Regions from separate parts of the Mus musculus genome. Here region 1 is linked to region 2. The links are chromatin contacts, called in public Hi-C maps. All regions are on one chromosome and are shown on one strand. Each heading gives the region's core, a stretch centred on a gene start, on an enhancer-like site or on the middle of the called end of the contact. The rest is flanking DNA. Distances are from core to core; before and after follow the strand shown.

Region 1 (4,514 bases), core at 1,423-3,922, 790 kb after region 2:
AGAGGTGGGAACACTCCCTGTTCCTTGAGGTAGGGAACTGCTGCAGATGGAGGTGGGGAGATTCTACAGACCAGCTGTGACTTGAAGGAACTATAAGAAGTAGCAGAATCTTCATGCCAGGGGCATTCCAGGCAGGGGAGTAGTTGCTTTTTGAGTCATGTCAGTTCCAGATGTTTCGTATATGAAATCAGCTGTAGGCAAGACCAGATTTAGGGAAAACAGCAACAAGAAGAGAAACAGTAAAAATTTAGAGGTGGAGAGGATGGCTCGGTTAGTAACGTGCTGTTCAAGAAAAAAGACCTGAGTCCAGTCCCAGAATGCACTCTGTTTACCACACACTTATGGACCCAGTGCCAGAAAGATAGCGACAGGAGGGTCATTGGAATGCTAACCAGCCAGAGTAGCTTATTTGAGCTCTGTGATGGTGAGAGACCCTGTCTCATTAAGCAGCATGGCCAAAAGCAATTTGGGAAGGGAAGAGATGATTTCAGAAAGTAAAGGGAAGAACTCAAGAGAGGAACTTGGAGCGAAGAAATGAAGCAGAGGTCATGGAGGATGCCTGCATACTGTCTTGCTCCTTGTGGCTTGCTCAGTGTGCTTTCTTATGGCCCCTAGGACTACCTGTCCAGGGGTGGCACCACCGACGTGGGCTGGGCCCTCTCTCCCATCTCAATCGTTAATCAAGAGAATGCACCGCATGTTTGCTCCCAGGCCAGTGTTACTGAAGCACTTGCTCACTTGGTAGTCTTTTCCCAAATGGCTCTAGCTTGAGCCAAGTTGACATAAAACTAACCAGTGCCCCATGTCCTCGGCTCCTTTCTCTCCATCTCCACAGAGTGCACTGTGATGAGGCCCTTTCCTTTCCAAAGAAGTGCTAGTGAATATCCCCCTGCTAGTCTCCCTCACTGACCTATATCTGAAGCGTTTACATATCACCAGTAGACAAAGCTTGTCAGACTATGTCTTTGTTGGTAGTAGTGGTGGATGGGTGATTGTTTAGTTGGTTGATTTCACAGTACTGGGTTTTGAATCCTGGGCCTTCTGCATACCAACCAAGTGCTTAAGCACTGAACTTCACACAACCCCAGGCACTAACTTTACTTGAGCTTCTTCTCTCTTACCTTGTCACTTTCCTAGTTATGACCTCCTCGCCATGCCTGCTTGTTTTCCACATCTACACTAAACCATTTTCTCAAGGCACATCATCCATCATTTTAAGTTACTTTTCGAGCTTATTTTCCAATTCACATCTCCAGCTGGTTCCATAATCGCTTCTGCCCTTTCCCCCATTACATCTTAAATCACCCCTCTTGCCCACTCAACTTCCCCAAATCTTACCAATCCTTATCTGCCAACCCAAAGCTTATCCAAAAGGAGTTATAAAGTGTCCTGTCTTAAAGTTGAGAAGAAGACTTTAAGTAGGCCAGAGTAAGAGTTGGATGACTAACCCTAGCACGTAAACTGCCAAGTGCATTGCACGTCTGGGATAGAGTCAAGAACACCCAGGGAAGCCAACCATAGTCGACACCCATTTCTCCTGGATCCTCCTCGTGTGACCAGTTCTGCTGACCCAAATCCTGTGACACTTGTAAACTTCCAACGCTTCCCATTCCAATGATGTTCAGGCAAGCAGGAATCAAGAGAGAGTGATGCTGAGGAATAATTGAGCCCTGGCAATGCAAAACATACCCCCAAATACAGTAGGTAAAGATTGAAAAATTAAAGACAGTGCTCTCTCGCTTGACTGGACATTCAAGCTCAGTAAAAGACAGTTGAAACCTGCTAAGCATACATAATATCATGGAGGACACAACTTGAACACTCTGTGGCTTGAACATTTATAGGGGGTAACAGAATGCATTCATCATTTGGAACTAATTTTACAGTTCACTGGCGTTACACGGAAGCCCTCTGGACTGCTTCTCCTGCGATGAGAAAGTTTCCAGAATGGCAGTTTCCACTGGGTTTCTGCAGCTAACAGTCTCCACTAGAGATGGATGCATTCCTAGCAGTGTGAAATTATAGTGTGGCCCATTGCCTAGGGGGAAGTGCACCAGATCACACCTCTGAGGGCGGTGTGTCTGTGTTTTCAGTTTTGTGTTGGGTTTGGGGGTGGGGGCTCAACTTGAACCTGTCAAGATATACCAGCTGGGGCAAACTTCTCCCTCCTCGTGGTGTCAGATGTTTGTAGGAGTTGTGTTTCTTTTTGATACTGAATCACCCAGGGTTGAAGATGGCTGTTCCTATTTATGAAATGTGTTCTGCTGAGTTTAGGGATGCATTTCTTTTCATCGTTTTTCAAAAGAAACCGAATTGCTTTTTCTGGAGCATGGGTCTCAATCCCCTCTGCATTTCTCTTTGCATGGATGCTATTGTCCTTGAGGTTACAGAGCTCAGGAGAGAAGCTTTCTATAGAAGGAGAAGTCACGTGCTGAGCAAAATGTGTGTGGCGGATTTCTTTCCACCCACAGAAAGCAGCCTCTGGTGTCTCCCATGTCTGAGAGTGCATCTTCCGGGATCTCTCTGCACTGTGCTTAATTCAGTGGGTGGGAAGCATGTGATGGTGCTGCTGCTGCTGCTGCCGCTGTGTAATTCTGCCCTTGCTACCCTCTTCCACTAGATGCAGCTGTCCCTTAGGAATGGAGCTGGATTGTTTATCAGTATTTTCATTGGCCAGAATGATGCTCACTAAGTGTGAGTGGGATGAGTCAGACATAATTACCTGCTCTGAGATGTATAGGACTTGGAACGCCTGTTTATATAAGGATTAAGTAAAAAATGAAACTGTGGCGAAGTGGAAAGATGTTGGAATAGAAACCAGTCCCTGAGGGGCAAAATATTCTAAATAAATTGTTGGGGGAAACCCTTGAGAAATTTGCTTTTCTTTCTCTTTTCCTGTTTTCTCCGAAGCCTGAAAGAGTCTATAGTAGCAAAACTAACTAAAGAGCGACTTCCTTCTTGAAGACCGGGCTCAGGGTCCTGAATCTCTGCACTTGATGACCTTCCTGTGCTAACATTTTTTGAGGGAAAAGGTCAAAGTGCTTTGAGAATTACAGTTAAAGGTAGAGACTGTCCCGGCACTGGATGGATGAGAACTGAACAGGATAAGAGGATGTTGGTTTATTTTGTTAGAGCACAACATATGGATTGAAGTTTGTCTATAGACATTTATTTCTCTTTTTATGAAATAGAACGGACGGAATATAAAGATCTCCTCTCATCATAAGCATATATTTGGTTGAATATAAAGATCTCCTCTCATCATAAGCATATATTTGGGTGAATATAAAGATCTCCTCTCATCATAAGCATATATTTGGGTGATACTTAAATGCTGTACATCAGGGCTCCCCTCCACTCCAAAACAGAAAGGCTTATTTGGGATATTCCCTAAGAGTACAGAATTTGAAACAATCCAAAGAGTAGCTGACCGTAGTTATTAAGGGCTTTAGGGTTGGCTTTAGGGTTTCATGACTGAAATCTGCTAATCACTTACTGTGTGCCTTTGAAGAAGTTTGTGCTTGTTTGTTTTTGTTTGTTCTCTATTTTCTCTTGTTTTTATTCTTTTCCCCCTACTTTTTCTTTTATTTTATGTGTGTGTGTGTGTCTGTGTGTGTCTGTGTGTGTGTGTGTGTCTGTGTGTGTGTGTGTGTGTATGTCTGTGTGTGTATGTCTGTGTGTGTGTATGTCTCTGTGTGTATGTCTCTGTGTGTGTGTGTATGTATGTCTGTGTCTCTGTGTGTGTTTGTGTGTGTGTGTCTGTGTGTGTGTGTGTGTGTGTGTGTGTGTGTGTGTGCAGGTACACAGGAGGCACTCTGGAATGGGGATGCAGGATGGGAGAGGGGAGAAGAGACTACCTCCAAGATCAAACTCCTGTGTCGTTGCATCATGACTTTTTGTTTTTGTTTTCTTTTTAGACAAAAGCTTCAATTTAAGTGGAGTATGCAAATTCAACGAGGCTAGCTGGCCACTGAACATCATGGACACTCCTGTTTCTGTCTCCCCAACAACAGGATGACAAAGACATCAACATGTCTGGCTCGGTTTCTTTTTTAACATGAGTTCTGGAGTGCAAGCTCTGGTCCTCATACTTGTACAGTAAGGACTTTCCAGACTGAGCTAACTCCAGCTGAAGTTTCTTCAGGCTGGGGAGAAAGCTCCGAAAGAAAAGCACTTGCCACCTGTGGAACTGTGAGGACCAGAGTTCAGATTCCCAGAACTCACATAAAAAGCAGGGGTGAAGGGATGATCCTAACACTGAGGAGCAGCAATGGGGATCCTGGGAACAAGCAAGCCAGGCAGACTAGCTCCAGAGTCAGCAAGAGACCTTGTCTCAGTGCATAATGAATGAGTAACTGAGGAAGACACCTGACTGACATCAATCTTGGAACTTTCTACTGACACCCGTGTGTCAGCACATACACACGTAATCGCATACATGTGAACACACACATACAGGCACGATAGAGAAGTTTCCTAATCTATTTGAACTCAGCTGTTCAGCTAAAACAGAA
Region 2 (4,767 bases), core at 1,448-3,947:
AGAGGAGGTAGGAAAACTCTGGTCAGGATGTGAGAATTAACAAACACAACAAACAAACAAAATCCCATCTGGTAACATGTGATCTAAGGAAGTAAAATCCATTTATCAATTTGCTCTGTGATCTCAATCTCTTCTTCTTCTTCTTCTTCTTCTTCTTCTTCTTCTTCTTCTTCTTCTTCTTCTTCTTCTTCCTCCTCCTCCTTTCCTCTCTTCCTTCCTTCTTTCCTTCCTTCCTTCAGTTTCTCATGTAACCAAAGACACCACTGACCTCACTATGAAGGCAAAGATGACTTTGATCTTCTTATAATGAGCCTGCTTCTTTCTCCTAAGAGATGGAATTATAACCATGTGCTGCCATACCGGGATTTATGCAGTGCTGGGGATTAAAACCAGGGTTCTTTGTAAGCTAGGCAGGCACAATACAACTGATCTCCCACGCCGATTCAGTACAAGCATTTCTACTTCGCATCAACACGTGCTGGAATCATCTACCTCCCCTGATTTGTCCCCGTGAAAGAGGATATTGGTTTTGCTCGTACTATCTTTAAATTATCAGCCTATCTACTATGTACTCACCTGCCCCTGTCTGTGCAGTTGAAAAGTAGAGAAATTCGACAAGTACCACCAGTAGAGGGCGCAGATGCTCCATGTAAATGTCTTTCATTAAGAACGAATCAGAACCAAAGGCTTTCCTAAATGATCAATCTCATCACTAGAGTCTGTCAGAATCCCTCAGAAGACAAAAAAAAAAAAAAAAAAACAAAAAAAAAAAAACAAAAAAAACTTATATTTAAACCTTATATTTTATTGATTACAGAAGTGAAATATCAATGAAAGGAGAGATGTCTTTTGCTATGGTGACAGAGGACAATGAAAGCCAATCACGTTGCATTTCTCCGAGTATTGTAAAGTCATGCTTCCTGAGTGAAGATCCTGAGGTCAAAGAGCTCAGTGCTACAAGTCAACGGGATATCTGAGGGGCAAATGAATCAGACTGAGGGAGCAAGAATTGGTGAAGGGGATGCCTTGATCCCCGTGTTTTAGAGCGGAAGGTCCTGTGTTGGAATTAACCAGCTATAATTCTGGATTTATGATCACGTAATAGCAGCATTAAAAGTGGACAGCAGCAGTATTCAATGAACGGATATCACATTGCATTATGGCCAGGACTAAGGTAAGAACCAATAGCAGCTTAAATAGCACATAGGATTCATAAAGAATAGGTTACAGCTGAGCATAGAGATCAGGGCACCTGCATTTACCATCAGGCTGAGGCAGAAGCAGAGCCAGCTAAATGCCAGCTGTTGCCATCTTAACCCTTTCTGCTAAGCACACAAATTTAAAGCACAACGATGGTTTGTGTCCACAGATACACGAAATATCCCAAGGTGTACAAGCTGCTGCATCTGGGCCAATCACTATGGCCAGTTTAAATCTGACTGTAGGGGTTCTGCCATTGTTTTTAGTTTGTTTGTTTGCTTTGTCTATAAAGTATGTAATAGAATGGGGAAGGAGTAAACAGAAACAGCCAAGACTGACAAAGAACTATGAGGAAAATTCAACAAAGCTGTGGCCAATCAATAGGATAGCTGCAGAAAGAGTACTGTGCCTACTCTTAGTGTTGACATGAATTGAATAAAAAACCACGGCCCCCACAGTTTGAGCACTATTCGCCATCCAGTTACAACATTGGGACACTTAATAAAGGCATGGCCCTAGGAGACCTGTTCTGTAAGAAACCAAAAGCCACTTGTTAAAGGCCATCACTGTGTAAGAGAAAGACAGAGAATGCTGCAGGAGGATTGGACAGGTTTCCCAAACCTGGAGGCTACAGAAGACTTTGATGTAAGCCGTTTTCTTAGTCTGATACAGTCCCGTCTCAGACCAAAGTTATCAGAGGCAATGAGAAGTCACTGTGAAGCCAGGCAAGCTCTTAACAAACTCAGGTTCCTCTTGTGCCATGTGATTAGGTTACAATAATTTGCTAACATGACTTGCAGCTCTAAAATCCCACATTTATGAATGTAAACCACAGTCCCATTGTGAGTTAGAATTTTGCAATCTTCGGGCAAATAACGCTCACATACCGTGTCATCTTCATATGCACACAATATTCTTAGTGTTAAACAACCAACTGAAAAGTTAGTGCAGTACACCCAATCCATGCTTCTATTAAATTCATGGTCAGTTCATCCACAAGATGTCACTGTCTGCCACCATTTGTATTATAATCAGCTTGACCTTTCCTCTATGGCTTTTTCTGCACTTACGTTGATTCAAGTACATTGAGAACAAAACCATTTTTGATGATCTGATACATAAAATTGTATTCAAATTAACAGATCTCAAAGAGTGTATCCATATGTGTTTGGATAGTAGTACCTCAAAGTCTTCTCACATTATCCACTGGCGTTTAACATAAAAATAAAGGCTAGAAGCATACAATTTTATGAAAAGATCCTGTTGCAGGAGAATATGCAAGAGAATAAAAGAAGTTTTCATCATCTTGTGGGGGAATGGGAAAGGATGTTTGCTTTATCTTATAAAATGGCAAGACAGAAAGTCCCGGCCATGTTACGGTGTTTTGCCTCAGATCTTGGCATGACCTGAGGAGTCAGAGAGCAGTAGATATCCAGAGAACCACTCTGAGACTTAAAGTCCTGCAGACTTGGCCCTTTCTGCAGAGTTTTATCACCACTGGTGTCCTCATTTGTGGGAATCTTATCACCATTCAACCTCATGAGCCACACCAGTGCTAGATTGTACCATGCCTTCTGGCTCAGCAGTCCACAGATAACACCTTACCAAAGATAACCTTACCAGATTTAGTGATGTTCCTGTGCCCTACAAGGGAAAGCATGAGAATACTGAGTTCAGGGACTTGTATAATAAAATGCTTCTGTGACAATTTTATCTCTGTTGCCTGCATTTGGCATACTCTTGGAGCTACTCTTAGAAAAACCGTTCTTACATTTAATTGACTGCATAAACTCAAATCACAACTATCAGCACCATCCGATGGTTGCTAGATTCAACCTGTGATCTCTAGGGCCCCCACCACAATGAACAGACTCTAGGAATCATTTTCCGACATTAATTGGAGGACTGACAATGCAAGAATAACAATCAAATGATCAATCTCGATTTTCCAGAACTGCAGTACTCGCAGAGGCCACTGGAGGTCAGTCTTCATTCTAAAACAGGAATCAATTTTGTCACATGTCTTGTCTTACCCCTGCCTGGCTTTGGAGTTTGGATATGTAAGTCAATTTTACATTCTATTATCTTGTGTAGGACTGTTAATTCTATCTAAGACTAATTATATTTTCAATGAATATACAAATTAAAAAGAACACAGATTTTATTTTGTTCTTTGATACATCCACATACCTTCCTACTTTCTTCCTGTTGAGTTCTCTATTAGTTTACAATTTCCACATTAAAGACGTGCTAACGTAACACGGTGACCCTGAGCATCCCATGCTCCGTACCTGTGAAATTTGTGGTCCCATTGTTGATGTCAATAGCACCATAAAGCTAACCAATGTTTTCTTATTGTTTTCAGATTCTTTCTGATGTTCCCAAGACTTTAGGTTCACTGACACTGCACCCATTAATTTGCTTTGGATGGATGCTAGACATCTGGTAGACATATAGAACTAAGTATAAAAGAACTCAGGTTCAAACTCTTATTCTACCATGTATTAACTGAGTGACTCTGATAAAAACTATGTATCCAATGTTGGCCTCCGTCCTCAGTTATTGAATAAAAGTAATATTAACATGTCCCACATGGATGCTCACGAGGACAGAAACAGTGCTTTATTCATGCTAATGATGGCCAGGTTGGTAGATTCATGTTAAAGTTTTAGGAACAGCTATGTCATTGTCCCAGAAGCTAGACTTTGAAGTACATCCTAGAGCAGCTTCATTTCAGAAAAGATGGTGTTACCAACTTTGTGCGAAAGAAGAGGAAATGTAGGAGGAGCAACTGTGTGAAAATCCAGGAGTAACCAATTCCTAGGCACAACTCAGTCAACCAGATAGAGAGTGGGCACAGGGCCCTGGAGCCTGCATTGGACATGCACCATTGCTTTCTGGGCCCCGCATTGTCTTCTAACAAGTTTCTGCATTCCAGGCTTAGTGTTCACTGCTGCACCTGATGGGCAACCAGAATGTCTTGGGTCAACATGTTTCCAGGCTAACAGAAGGCAGACAGGTTTTATCTTCCGTTAGGGCAGATGTCCCTCTTTAGTGCTGTGGAAAAACTGACTGGAGACTATGCCGTATCACCCTGGTCTTTAGAGTGAGTCTACAGACAAGTAGAGAATACTTTCTGTGGAGAACAGTGACATCTCCGTCCTCATGTATACTTAAGGAAGTTGAACACCAAGTTCCCCACTGCCCTAACTCTTTTTGAAATTGGACAGAATACTTTTAACTCTGTCAGATTTGTTTTTCTCAATTCCTAGACTTGCTTCCAAAATTAGATCCAAATAAAGTTTGTTCTATCCCATTTGATAAGATGGACAGGTGCAACTTCAAAGAAACTTCCAACTTGACAAATCCAACTGGGATTTCATGACTGAATGACATTTCCAATGCCACCGTGTCTTCATGGCTTGGCATTCTCAGGACTTCTCAGCATCCTGAACCGATTTTATCTTAGGTAAACTGCTTTTGTGGCTCTTCCCATCTCTCCTTGCCTAGAGGTACCACTTACCTCATCCCACGTGCTTTGCTACTTTCACCTGAATTGTGACCAGT

The links. Hi-C and Micro-C count contacts between places; a contact is called where the count stands out from the background.
Region 1: a Hi-C map of the N1E-115 cell line shows a contact between it and region 2, with 15 times the contacts expected there. The contact joins two enhancer-like sites.

The regions. Positions count from the first base shown.
Region 1 is chr2:9,462,464-9,466,977 of GRCm38.p6, forward strand. It overlaps Gm13219 (predicted gene 13219), which reads left to right. Exons shown (of 3, transcript NR_168281.1): 3 at 3,918-4,514. Among named protein-coding and RNA genes, the nearest start is that of Gm13219, 110 kb to the left of the region's middle. Within about 2 kb of position 2,673, at least 25 of the 459 cell types and tissues checked have an H3K27ac peak or open chromatin away from gene starts, as enhancers often do. A contact at or near this core is called in the N1E-115 cell line, where this site is marked.
Region 2 is chr2:8,673,569-8,678,335 of GRCm38.p6, forward strand. No RefSeq gene overlaps it. Among named protein-coding and RNA genes, the nearest start is that of Gm30957, 270 kb to the right of the region's middle. Within about 2 kb of position 2,698, at least 1 of the 459 cell types and tissues checked has an H3K27ac peak or open chromatin away from gene starts, as enhancers often do. A contact at or near this core is called in the N1E-115 cell line, where this site is marked.